5 separate regions of the Gossypium hirsutum genome follow, and all the other regions are linked to region 5. Evidence: chromatin contacts called from public Hi-C data. All regions are on one chromosome and are shown on one strand. The core of a region is the stretch at or near the end of the contact, and the rest is flanking DNA. Distances in the headings are between cores, read along the strand shown.

Region 1 (2,700 bases), core at 172-2,671, 490 kb before region 5:
GATGATCGGTGGGCTTGCGATTCTCATGTGAACCTCCTTAGCCCCTGCTTCCTTAATCAACCTAACAATTTTTGAAGATGTGGTTCCTCTCACAATTGAGTCATCCACCACCACAACCCTCTTACCTTCCAATACACCACGAACTGGTGAAAGCTTTAGCTTCACTCCAAAGTCTCTAATCTTCTGCGAAGGCTCGATAAAAGTTCTTCCTACATAGTGAGACCTGATCAGGCCTTGCTGGAATGGCACCCCTGCTTTGGCTGCATAACCAAGAGCAGCCACCAGGCCAGAATCCGGAACTGCAATCACGACATCACAGTCAACGGGAGCTTCGGTAGCAAGTATTTCCCCAAAATCATGCCTTGATTCATAAACAGACCTTCCAAAAACAACAGAATTAGGCAAAGCAAAATATATATGCTCAAAAATGCATTGTTTTGGTTCAGGGTGGGGCATCAAGCAAACTGATTGAACCCCATCTTTTTTATCCACCACCAATACTTCACCAGGATACACCTCTCTCTCATATGTTGCCTCGATCAAATCAAGAGCACATGTTTCAGAGGCAAAAACCACAGCACCATTGCTCCTCCTTCCCATTACCAAAGGCCTAAATCCATGGGGGTCACGCACTGCAACAAGCTTATCCTCGGTCACAAACACCATTGAATAAGCTCCTTCAAGCTTCTCACAAGCTTCAACAATCCTCAAAAAGAAAGGCCTAGCTTTTGAAATAGCAATCAAATGAAGTACAACCTCAGTATCAGAACTAGTATTGAAAATTGAACCATTGTCTTCAAGCATAGCTCTCAAAGCTCGGTAGTTTACCAAGTTTCCATTGTGTGCAACCCCAATGGACCCAAACCTGTACCCAGCAACAAAAGGCTGCACATTTTTTAACATAGAAGAACCGGCAGTTGAATATCTAACATGTCCAATAGCCATTTCACCAGGTAATTGATCAAGTTTAGACTCGTTAAACACTTCAGATACTAAACCAACCCCAGTAACCGACTGAAGAACATTGTTATTCACTGCAACAATACCTGCACCTTCTTGTCCACGATGCTGAAGCGCATGGAGGGCCAAATAGCAGAGACGTGAGGCTTCAGGGTCACCAAAGATACCCACCACACCACACTCCTCACGGGGCTTATCGTCGTCATCATCACTAAAAGGAGGCACCAAACCGTCTTCATTTTTGTTTGCTGAAATGAAGTCAGAGATGGGGTTTTTAGAGGAGGTGGTAAACTGAGATTTCTGGGGATGAAGAACATGATTGCAAGGGAAAGAAGAGGGTTTTTGAAGGGTTTTTGGGAGGAGAGGAAAGGTGACTTTTTGAGGGGTGTTCAGAGAAAAAGAATGGTGTTTGGAGATGGGTTTTGAGAGAGCTGAAGAAGAAGACAAAGGAGAGGCTGCCATGGATGGTTTCCCTGCTGTTTTAGGAGTGTTTTCCCTGGGAAAGAAAATAGGAAGAGAGTTATGTTAAAGCAAAGATGGCTTAGGAAAAGCAGTGTCAATAGGCGTATAGGACTTAGGGTTTTGAGTTTTGACTAGTGAGGTGGCTTTGTCCCCACAATTTACTCGAGTTCTAAAAAATTTTGTTTTTGACCGGTTTGCTTCAATTAATTAGTCTATTCTCAACTATCATTAAGGGAAAATATCTTAATAATAGATTCAATATAAAAAAAACTCTTGGGATAAATTTTAAAATTGAATATGAATTTTAGTTTAATATGTAATTTTATTCATTAATTTTTTTTTTGGTGGAATACAAGAATAGAGTAAAACTTGAATAACAAACACGACTAGCACGACTCGAACTCAGTCTATACTTGGAGTGGTGATCACCCTGACCATCAGGCTATCACATTGGGTTCAATCCATTAATTTTGATTTTGTATAATTTTATACATAAAATTTTGATTCAATTCAATTCTCTCAATTTATTAACATAATTAGTGATATAGTATCATTTTATGTTTATATATTGCATATAAAAATAATTATATTTATCTAATATAAAAATAAATTGATGTATTTATTTCTTTAAATGTGTATGATTGAATTAAAATTAAAATTTTATTTATACATTTGAATCTCAATCAAAATTTCATGCGTATAATTACACAATCATAATTCATATATCAAATTGTACATTGAAACAAAGTTTATGTATAATTTTAAGATTTATTCATTTTAAAAATAATAATATATTAATTATATTATTTGATTGTACATTTATGTAAATGAGTTTATTGAGCCTTAGCATAGTTGTTATTATTGTTATTGCAACAATCAAGAAATGTGAGTTCAAACATACTAAAACATAATTTTACTCTTATTTAAAGATCGATAAAATAAAAAATTATACTCGTAATAGTTATACGCAGATAAGTGATTAAAAACAAAACTATGACTTTCAAATTCAAATTTTACTTCTATTTTGGGTAAAAATATCTCTTAATTACCTCTCAATTTCAAAATCGGGTAAGTTAATCTCATTGAAAAATAGAGAGTATTGTAGTTCATGTAAAATTTGAAAGTAAGTAAATAAGAACAATTACTTAAGTTATTGTTAAATTTATCCTTCCTGATAATAAGTCTTTCCATTTTAAAATCGAGCAAGTTAGACCCTATAAAAAAAAGAGAGAAATCTAATCCTTATTAATTTTGAAAATAAACAAATAAAAATAATTA
Region 2 (2,700 bases), core at 55-2,554, 340 kb before region 5:
CCCAATAGTCAACTAATACGTGAGCATGAAATATGGATGCAATCATATGCCTTTGCTTTTTCGAGGAAATTTTTTGCATGAAACATTTATTTCAAATTATATTATATTATAATAAAGATAATTTTAATCAGTAGTTGAAATAAACAAATATTTAAAAAAATTGATTTTGTATCATTATTTGAATGAGAATAGTTGCTTCTAGTTTTTTCATTTAAGATAGCAAGTCAAATTTAGCAAATTTGATTTTAAACCCATATTCTTCCTTCACTAATTAGGCATGAAAGAAAGAAAGAAAAAAACATAATGACCCAGTTATAAATATCTTATAAACAACAGTTGAAACCTGTGATTCCACATTCTCAGACAGGTTGCTGATTCTAATTTTTTTCTTTTTCCTTACATTACATGCCCTCCGCTTTGGTTTTGAGTTTGACTCAGGATTATGTTTTTCCCTACCTAGAGCTAAGCTATAATAATAATAATAATAATAAAAGAAAAGATTTACTTGATTTGCATTGGAAGATAAAATAAGGTTGTTTCCTTAACATTCAACCTCTCTCACAAAATCTGTGAGGAAACACAAGTTTATACAAATGATTGGACCCAGAAAATGTTATAATTCTTAGCTCTAGTTAGAGTCACTAATAACTAATTAATAAAACATTAAAAACCCCGGGTCCGAAATAGTAAAAAGAAAAGAAAAAACCCCAAAAGGGATCAAGAATCACAATGAAGAAATGATGTTAGAAAACCGAGAAACTAGCTCTGCAATATATATGGTTGCTATGCTTCTCTTGGTCATCTTTCTCCAAAAATGCAAAGGCAGAACCCCTTCATTTCGCAACTCAATATATTCTTTTTCCCCATTTTCATCTAAGCATAGATGCCAGAGAGCGAAAAACAACTTCTTCACAAGGGATGGTAAGGCCCATATCATGGTTAAACCCAAACTCTTCCTCCGCTCGTCGAAGCAAACATTGGAACTCAGGGTGGGTCAAGAATGAGATAGGGACTATGTATCTGCTTCTGTTTTCACCAACGTAAACGGCAAAGTGACCTTTTGGTACGTCAAGTGGGAGCACATCTTCGTCATATCCATGTTTCCTGCCTAAGCTTGAACATCTCTTCAGGATTTGCTTCAGAACTGCGGTTTGAGGCAGTTTGGATGGTTTTCTAATTGCCATTGCTGTTGTTGTGTGGAAGTGGTTGTAGAATAGAAGGTGTATAGTGGGATGGGAGGATTGGGAGGGGGAGATGGAGGGTTATTTATTTATGGATAGTTGAGGCTGAGCCTCAAGGGTCATGTGGGACTGTTGGGGCAAACCCTAAAGGGACAAGCCACGGGTGTTATTAGGGTATGTATGTATGTATGTATGTATGTATGTATGTGTTATATGTGTAAACGACATGGTGGGAGCCAAACCACCCCATTTGAATTTTTATTCTTTGTTGGTCCTCCTAATGACAACATGGTCCCTCTTTCCCAATCTTCTAATTTAGCTACTTCTAATGTTGATATCGTAGAATTAAATAGCCACTGCAACTTGATGTTTTTGTTTTTCTTTTTTGTTAAATTTTGTACAAGGTGTTGGTAGTACAATGCGGGTAATTCCATATTAGTTTGAGAAAAAATTAAGAGTAAAAGCCCAATACATGTGCTATTGCTGCTTTGCTTGTGTTGCTTTATTTTTAATAAAATTTCTGTTCTGTTTTTTAGAAATAATTTTTTTTTCTGGTTGAGAAAAATCCTCTATTATTTTTTATTTTTTGGAGGGTGATGTTTACTATACAAGTACATCGATCAAAATTCCACGGCATATTAATTATTTTATTTATTACACTCAATTTATTATCCTTTCAATACTAACTATTTCGTTTTCTAATATATTTCCCAACACAATGTAGAATGCATTTTTAATGCATTTAGTCCTTTTACTATAGTTCTTTATAATTTACAAGGAGTTTGCCTTGGTTCATCTCTGTGTGTGTCTCTACCTGAAATCAGGGACCGATAGTAAGTGTACTGGAGGGAACTGTACAACAGTTTTGTTGGTTTTGGATATTTGTGATTGTTTTGGCTTGTGATTCTGTGGTCTGAGTCTGAAAGGCACAAGAAACACAACAATTTTTCACTGCATGCAGTATCCAAAGGCTTTTTGCAGAAACCCATGTGGTTTTTTACTGTTACATTTGCAGGTTTTGATCATAGAATTGCTTTTTTTTTCTCCTTACATGGTCAGCATTTCAATTCAGTTAGCCATTTTTAATCAGAAAAATGTAAATTAAGCCAAACATGCCAGGGCATAAAAGCCCCTTGAGTGTTGGGTGCAGTTTGGAAAAGAATGTCCCAAAGGGCCGATGGGTTTTCTTTTGAATGTGGTCCTCTCTGAAATCTCCACCACTTAAAATAAGGAAATATTTTTTTTATATAGTTTTAGAGACAATAATTGCTATTCTTCAAATGCCTCCATGTTCTAGGCTCACAAAGTGTTCCAAAATGGCAATAGATGTGGTGTCTGATTTGGTTTTTTCTTTTTGTTTTCCTCATCAGGCTAAGACCCCCTAAACGTTTTCATGACAAATCAGATCCTTAAATCCCCAACAAGGCACTAGAACAAACGTGAGTACATTGGTTTGGAGGTCTTAATGGATACTAATATGCAACATATAGTTGCATTTTTCAACTTAACCCAAATCTTC
Region 3 (2,700 bases), core at 165-2,664, 480 kb before region 5:
AAACCATTATTATGGATGCGTGGGGCGAATTTCCTTGATGGGATAAGAATGTCTGTGATGGGACATATTCTTATCATTCCTTCTAATTTGAAGTACAGAGTAGTTGAGTCCATGTGGGGTTTGATGACTAGAAGGATCACGTTTTTAATAGAAGGCCAAGTGCTTGGAAGAATGAGTGGTGGCTACATTCTAGGGAGCAAGTGGTTAGCTTCCTTGAATAGCTACCTCCCGTCTAATCTGGTAAAGTATGTTATTGAGGTGGCCTTTCGTGCTGCCACGTGTCTTCGATTGGCGAGGGAGTATAACACAATTAATAATAATTTATGTGTCAATTGAATGCATTAGATTATTTTAAAAATTCACACCATTAACAATATTATTAGTTTGGATATACCAATAACATTTTTAAAAGTAAACAAGTTAAATTATGTCAAATTAAGATATATTGAATCCTAAATTTTCACATAATAAAAAAATTAAAAAATAAGTAGTTCTCTATTTATGGTTTAATAATAAATTCTCAATAATAATAGTAAAAATAATTTTTTTAAATAAAACCTTTTAAAAGAATAATTTTGTTAAATAAAAAAGACTTAATGCTTAATTTGACCCCCAAATTGTACTAGTTTTTCCACTTTGGTACTTAAATTATTTTTCATCTCAGTTTGGTACTTCAACTATCACCCATTACCCAAATTAGCCCATGGGGTTTAAAAAAAATCAAGACTACCATGTGACGCTATTAGAATGTGCAATGTCTGACTTCTTTTTGTTTTTTAATATTATTTGCGTTATATTGATTAAAAAGTAAAATATATATATAATATATATAAATAATTCAAAATTTTTTAAAAATAAAAAAATAAAAAATCTATAAAATTCTAAAATATATAAATGCAAAATTTAAAAAGTCAAAATAATATATAAAAATTGAAAATTTTATAAAAATATTTTAAAAAAATTCAAATAAAAATAAAATTTATATATTTTAGAAATTTTGTAATAAATTTTAATTTCTTTTCAAAAATTGGAATTTCTAAAAATTCAAAACAATAAATCAAAATTTCAAAAATAGAAAAGGTTCAACGAAAATATAGAAATTGAAAAAGTTAACATTAAAAATTGAAAAAATTAAAAAAAAATCAAAACATATAGATATTTAAAAAATTTAAAAATTGCTATTCTTTTTAAAAATTGATATTTTTTAAAAATATTTAAAATTTAACGGAATGGTCGGTCAACACTTGGTCAATGTTTTTCTACTTTTAATTTAAATTTAATGTTTTTAAAATAATCCTCACGTTGCGCATTCTAATTGGCATGATTTAATTTTGTTCCAAAAAATGGACTGAACCGGGTAATGAAATGATAATTTAAGTACTAAATTGAAATGAAAAAAATTTAGGTACCAAAATGAGAAAATATGTATAGTTTGGGCCAAATTGAGCATTAAGCCAATAAAAAATAAAAAAAAAAGTTCGGCCGAGAAGAACAACCTGAAACGTTGTCGTTGCAGTTAAATTCCCACGCTCGCTTAAATTAGAACCCAAATCTCAAGAGTCCAATAAAGTATCTAGGGCAACCGCAGATTGTTTCATCTGATCTGAAACTCCGTCGCCCAATTCCCCAAACAAAGCAAATCGATGGCGTCTCCTCCTGGACCATACTCCGGCACCAGCACTCTCGCTCTCGTATTTTCTTTTCTTTTCTTTGTTTATTTGCTTAGATCGAATGCAGCAAAAATATTAATTGCATTTGTAGATAACAGATCCCAGTTTTCTTCTTTTCCAGAAAGATCATATATTTTTTAATTGATTCGTTATTATCTATGTAATAGGTGGCTCGTGCATCTGCTTTCTCTTTTGGACTCGTTTATGGTAGCATTAAGCTCAAGTATCTCAAGGTCTTTTAATTTACTGCTTTTAGTTTAGATTTATTTCCTTTTTTTTTTAAATTCAATTTTGTTTTCTCTTGGTTTGATTTTAAATTTTTACTTTTGATGGAATTGTTAATTTTGACCTGTTCTTTTTTTCTCGTATGGGAAAAAGGGTGTTGGTCATTGTAGCTGCTTACAAGAGGCATTCTTGTCATTTTTGTTTGTTTGATGTTTTAAGGCTACTATTATAATGGCAGTCTCATGTATTGCTTTACTCGAGATATCAGGAACAATTTTTAGTAGATAAACTCTGCTGGGAACAATTGTTTGATGGAAATTGTTGTTTTGGGAACAATTTGTGAATCCGTTTCCTGCTCTTAATCTTGTTTTGAAACATCACGGATAGAGTATTTTGAAATTGCGATATTAGGAATGTACATAATGGTGTGTTAAAATCCTAACATCTATTGCTTCTAAAACATTTGTTTTTGAGAATTTGGTCTACATTCTAATTCCTTCCCTTAGATACATAAGATGCTTTATCGAGTTTGGACATTTCACTTTAGGCAACATTTTGATATTTGATAGGGAATTGGTTTGATCTTACTGATCCAAAATGTGTTACATGAATGGTGGTTTCCTGTTTTTATTTCTGAGATATTTTGAGAGTAATATTCTGCCTTTGTTTCAGAGGCATGCTTTTACTTATTGCTTTGCTTTTTACTCTCAGGCCAAGGCAAGGTCTCAAAGGAAAGCTGAAGCAAAGGCTCACCACTGAAGCAGGGGTGGTTTTTGTTCATAGTTGGTTTGCATGAGTGAATTGA
Region 4 (2,700 bases), core at 22-2,521, 380 kb before region 5:
ATCCCTGACTAGGTTTAAATTCTTTTCCTTGTACCCCATTCAAAACCACTGAGTATGTCACTGTCGAAACACTTCATAATTAAAGTAATCCAACAATCACAGAAGCCCATTTTTTCCATAATTTTTTCAATGAAATTCCATTCAACCCTGTCGTACGCCTTACTCGTATCGATTTTTAAGGCAAATGATTCTGTCAATCCTTCCTTTTTCTTTTTGAACGAATGTAGAATTTCATATGTCACAAGAATATTGTCTGTGATCTATCTTCCTGAAATGAAGGCGCCTTGCTACTCATCAATACATGTATTCAGTACCTTCCTAAATCTATTGACCAATATCTTTGATATTATTTTGTAGAGCACATTACACAAACTGATCCGTCTGAATTGATTCATGTTGCTTGGTGAGTTTGTTTTGGGGATTAAAATAATATTTGTTCTATTAATTTCTTGCAGATCTTTCCTTTTAGCATATCTAAACAATAGTTGCAAATATCGTCCCCTATAATATATTTTTTTATAAAAAAAAAGCAGGAAAGCCATCTTTATGCTTTTAGCGGTGACATTGATTTCACAGCTTCAACAACTTCTTCATTTTGAAAATCCGCCATTAAATCTTCATTCAAAAAATCCGATATGCAAGGTTGACTACTTTCGAATATCCTATCACCTTCGCCTACTGCCTTAGATGTGAAAAGATCTTGAAAAAAAATGAGAAGCAATGTTAATAAGTTCAGATTCTTCATCCACCCATCTCCCATTAACGTCGTTAAGGCCTCTAATTGTGTTTTTCTACTTTCGCCCGTTTGCAGCCTTATGAAAAAAAGAAGTAATCTGATCGCCCAATTTAAGCCAATTGACTCTAATTGTGTTTTTAAAATCCGTGATTTGTGCTAAGACTTCATAGGTGGGATCATCTTCGTACAGCTCCAATTTAGAGAATAACCCTTGTTTTCTTCCTTCTCTCCATGCCTTGTTCTTGCTAGCCCATCTACTTAAATTAGTCCCAGGCATAGATAATTTCTCAGGAACGTCTCCCATACAGGCCTTCCAACCCTCAATCACTTGTTCTTCAAAATTTTCATCCAATACCCAATTAGCATTGAATCTGAAATAAAACGGTCTGGCAAGATTTCGTTCTTCAACTTTTCCTGTTGTATTAAGCATAATTGGACAATGATCAGAAAAACTATGTGGCCTATGCTCAATCGAGTATCCTGGAAAATGGTCCCACCATCCAGTATTTGCCACTCCCCTGTTGAGTCTCTCTCTAATGTTATTACTTGGTAGCCTTCCTCTTTTCCAAATAAACCACTGTTCTGAAAAACCTAAATCGCTTAAATCACATTCTCGTAAAACCTCTCGAAAAGCGCTCATTTGTCTTTTATCTCATACACGTCCCCCTTTCTTTTTCAAATGAAAACATTATCTCATTAAAATATCCCATCATGACCCATGGTGAATCATATTCCTTTTCAAGATGTCTTTTTAAATTTCATAAATCTTTTCTCAATCCTTCCACATGTACTCCATAAAAGCCAGTAAATCTCCATATTTTCTCTTCCAATTCTTTAAAGTTATGTGCACCTCCTCCTTCTAACCTAACAATAAGCCTCCTTTTGAACCATTTGCTCCTATATTAATTCCATTTCTAAAACCATAGTTTTTCCTTATTCTTTCCATTTTTCTTGTGTTTACTTTTGTTTCAATAAAAAACAAAATTTGGGGCCTATTTTGTCTCAGACTATGTTTGAGACGATGGATTACTCGTAATTACCCCAACCCGCAAACATTCCAACTTAGGATTTTCATTGCGGCCTTACTAGCAGCCGGCTCTAATTCATTATCTTTGTTGGAACTCACCAATTCATATGAGTTGATTTCTTCTTGACCTTCACAATGTAATCTTTGTCTTTTTTGGCATTCCCTTATCGCAAGCGGTCTGTCCTCTTCTTCTTGCACTACTTCTTTGCCTTTGATAGACACTCTTTCATTAATTAATGAATTAAAGAATTTTGCCCTAGATTGAACATTCCCCTTTCCAGTCATTCTATGATTTCCCAACTTGCTACCCCTGTTTTCCCATGGAGATTCATTTGATTGATTTCCCCTGTGTTGTTTGCAATTTGTTCTTTCCTCTACTTTGACCCCCTCTCTTGGTTCCTTTCGTAGCCATGGGCTTGTCATTTGCATCACTCTCTTTGATTGCGCCCTTAGCGAACTATCCCACCCGAACTCCACATTCTATTCTTCCATTGTTAATCGAACCGGGCAGAAGCCTTCCCTGTGCCCTAATCTTCCACAAAGGAAATAAAACATTGTAATTTTCTCATATTGAAATTGTGCGTAAACTGAATTATTCTTGTCAAAAATAACTTTTTTTCTTTCGTTTTAGGGGAACACGAACATTAAATTTCACTCTAATACGCATGAATTCCCCCCCTCTAGTAATCAAATTCGTATCATATTCTAAAAATTGACTGATTAAGTTCCTGAATTGATTTGTCATTCCTTCAGTCAAGAACCCTAATGGTAGGTTATGAACTTGCCCCCAAAAGATAGCATGGTTCAATGGAATTTGTAATGGATCCTCCCCCCTCTCCATCTTATTAAAAATAATTAGGTGCCTATTGAAAAACCAAGGCATTCCTTCCACCTCCCTTTGAAAATCAATCTGATTGTAAAACCAAAATAAAATCCT
Region 5 (2,700 bases), core at 146-2,645:
CCTCCTCTTTTGGCTCTCCCCAACATACACTGCAAAGTATCCTTTGGGAACATGGGTTGAGGTGAGGCTGCTTGATTTGCAAATAGTTTAGAGTGACGAAGAATCTGCTTAGCATGCATAAGTTTTGTCATATGGATAGCCATTACTGTGAAGAAGATCAGAGAAGACTCTAGAAAATGAATGGTAAGATTTGTTTGTAGAGGAGGATGTGAGAATGCCTTGGCTGTGGTGTGGATAATGCACTTTTTTATATAGATGGAAGAATGTATTTAGGAAACTAATTGTTGGAACATTTTCAAATATTTATAGGGTTCCAATAGCTATAAATGAATGGGTATAATTAATCAAAAGTTATATTATTTGATTTTTTGAAAAAGAATTATAACTATTTAAATAATATTATTTGAATAGTTATAATATTAAATGAATAATTATGTGTTTATTTTAAAAACATTATTATTCAGAAGACACATGAAAATTTCTATAAATAGAAATGAGATTTTATTTGGAAATCACACCAACAAATTCTAATATTTTTTCTTTCCTTCTTTCATTTTCTAATATTATTAGATTATTTTATAAAGTATTATTGCAGAAATTATTTATAAAAATTGAGTTTCTTGTCATACATTGCTCAGTGTGTAATGGGTTATTCTCGTCAGTGCAATACGCAAATAGTCATTGGCTTCATTGTATCCTCGAGCTTAATTTGCTTGGAACTCATTTGCACACCAAAAATAGGTGAGGGCAAATATAACCTTAAAGATAGTGACTTGATACACGCCTTGAAGTCTTGTCCTATTTCTTCTTTTTCTGTTCGAGTTCCGTTCATGTGTTCGAGATTTTCATATTTGTACTAACACTAATGAAGTGCAGATTGAGTGGTTATAATGCATTCTGGTGGGGTTTGGTTAGAAGTCATAAGAAGTTCAAGATCACATGCTTTTGTCTTCCAATAGATCATCAAGAACTAGGTTGATATTGAGACTACATTTGTTAAAATGCATTATTAGCCAGCCATTAATGGACCCAAACTGAAATCAAGGAGATTTGGGATAAGAAAAGTTTCTTTTGTTGATGACATGATTTAGAACTTGGTAGATATATCTGTGGTTTCAGTCCTTTTGAGGTCTTATATGTCTCAAGCATGCCTAACACAGATCACGAAGGTCTGGGTCGGTTTGTCTTACTGGAAGGGCTAGCCAAACTTTTCATTACCATGTTTGCCATGGTATTGTTGATAAATGAGTTGGAAAACAACACCATGTGATTCTCCATTCCCCATTACTGATCAGACTCACTCCAGCAATTGGCCTTTCCTCACTCATTCAACATACTCCACTTGATAGACCAACATTTCCCTCGTAACCGTTACATCTATATATATAGGTAATGATAACATTTATCTTCACATTCTCAATTACTAAACTTCTTCCTTTCTAGAGGCACAAATCCATCAAAAACAAAGAAAACTATGGCTATCCGCCTCCATCAATTGAAGATTTTGTTTCTTTTCTGAATTTCCGACGCTCCCTTGTTCTTGTTCGATCTTTAATTCTACCGTACATGATCTACCTTGGTCTAAAATTACTTCCTGCTACCACTTTTCTTGTGCGTATTATGAGTAGGATTCTAAAAAATCAAATCTGTCCATAATTTACAGAATCTGCAGATTCAGGCCATCCTTTAGCAGGGGACCAAGTCCTTTAATTCAGTGTGAGGTGAGAAAATTAAAGAGACAAGAAAATGTGACTACTAAATCATTTAATTAAACTTTAATTCCGGATTTTAATCCCTGAAAATTGTGTAAACTTGTTTTTTGTTCAAGGAAAGTCAAAGAAAGGAATAAATAAATAGTCAATTACTTGTATCTTGAAGTGATTTACTTTCTTTTTTATACTTTTCAGTCATTCAGCACACACACATATATGTTTCTAAGTTCTCTTATATTTTTATAAGTTGCTGGATTTGATCATTCTAGGAGTAATATCACATGTTTAGGGGCTTAATGTTGCGCTTAAATCATTCACTCCTTTGGATTAGGCCACAGTTCTTATCATCACTCCTCCATGATGTTTCAAGCAGCAGCATCGCATGAACTGATTGGCTTCCTCGTTCTTGTGTCTGGCAATGATGAAAATAAACAGGGTAGAGATTGCAACTCCTTGAGAATTGACAATTATTTAGACTATGAAGTCATTTTATCCTAATGATAGTTGAAGATTTCTTTGTCTAATCCATGGATCTCTTGTGATTCTGGAGGATTAGCAATAATACCATAAATTACAAGGTTGGTTCGTGCTTTAGTTCAATCAATCACTCCTTTAAAAATCGAGGCTCAACTGACCAAGTTCTTTAGGGCTTCCTTGTTGAATGCACCATACAAAGTCACATGGACTGCTAACTTGTTTGTTTATGTGTTCAAGCAAACATGTAGGACCGTACTTATCGACTGATAGTTGCTAGTGGAGATTATCATTTTGATATTTTTCTGGTCTGCACTTCATTGCATTTCATCCATATGATCTGCTAAGTGTTTATTAAGTGAAGTCATCATCATCTGGCCTTGATTCAATGATATTAGTATTTCAAATGGGCCACTTTTGTTGGTTTCATTAAATGGTGAGCTCTAAGGTACCAAACTTGTTGAAATATTATGATTTGTTGGGATGCAAGGCCATGTGATTCCTCCCAATACAT

Evidence for each region. Hi-C and Micro-C count contacts between places; a contact is called where the count stands out from the background.
Region 1: a contact with region 5 is called in a Hi-C map of leaf, with 4 times the contacts expected there. The contact joins the promoter of LOC107920287 here to the promoter of LOC107918313 in region 5. A contact is called at or near these places in 2 of 34 Hi-C or Micro-C datasets (callus and leaf).
Region 2: a contact with region 5 is called in a Hi-C map of leaf, with 2.7 times the contacts expected there. The contact joins the promoter of LOC107918965 here to the promoter of LOC107918313 in region 5. A contact is called at or near these places in 6 of 34 Hi-C or Micro-C datasets (callus and leaf).
Region 3: a contact with region 5 is called in a Hi-C map of leaf, with 2.2 times the contacts expected there. The contact joins the promoter of LOC107920540 here to the promoter of LOC107918313 in region 5. A contact is called at or near these places in 2 of 34 Hi-C or Micro-C datasets (both in leaf).
Region 4: a contact with region 5 is called in a Hi-C map of leaf, with 3 times the contacts expected there. The contact joins the enhancer-like site here to the promoter of LOC107918313 in region 5. A contact is called at or near these places in 15 of 34 Hi-C or Micro-C datasets (callus, hypocotyl, leaf and 2 more).

The regions. Positions count from the first base shown.
Region 1 is chrD13:24,448,947-24,451,646 of Gossypium_hirsutum_v2.1, forward strand. It overlaps LOC107920287 (amidophosphoribosyltransferase, chloroplastic), which reads right to left and starts at 1,422. Exons shown (of 1, transcript XM_016849908.2): 1 at 1-1,422. The coding sequence starts at 1,422.
Region 2 is chrD13:24,607,306-24,610,005 of Gossypium_hirsutum_v2.1, forward strand. LOC107918965 (auxin-responsive protein SAUR50) reads right to left here and starts at 1,305. Exons shown (of 1, transcript XM_016848524.2): 1 at 524-1,305. The coding sequence starts at 1,184. The coding sequence ends at 870.
Region 3 is chrD13:24,465,525-24,468,224 of Gossypium_hirsutum_v2.1, forward strand. It overlaps LOC107920540, which reads left to right and starts at 1,415. Exons shown (of 3, transcript XM_016850292.2): 1 at 1,415-1,691; 2 at 1,838-1,903; 3 at 2,607-2,700. The coding sequence starts at 1,644. The coding sequence ends at 2,654.
Region 4 is chrD13:24,560,695-24,563,394 of Gossypium_hirsutum_v2.1, forward strand. No RefSeq gene overlaps it. Among protein-coding and RNA genes, the nearest start is that of LOC107919549, 3.7 kb to the left of the region's middle. Within about 2 kb of position 1,272, at least 3 of the 9 cell types and tissues checked have an H3K27ac peak or open chromatin away from gene starts, as enhancers often do. A contact at or near this core is called in leaf, where this site is marked.
Region 5 is chrD13:24,942,459-24,945,158 of Gossypium_hirsutum_v2.1, forward strand. LOC107918313 (auxin-induced protein X15) reads left to right here and starts at 1,396. Exons shown (of 2, transcript XM_041108921.1): 1 at 1,396-1,721; 2 at 2,044-2,700. It also overlaps the pseudogene LOC107918315.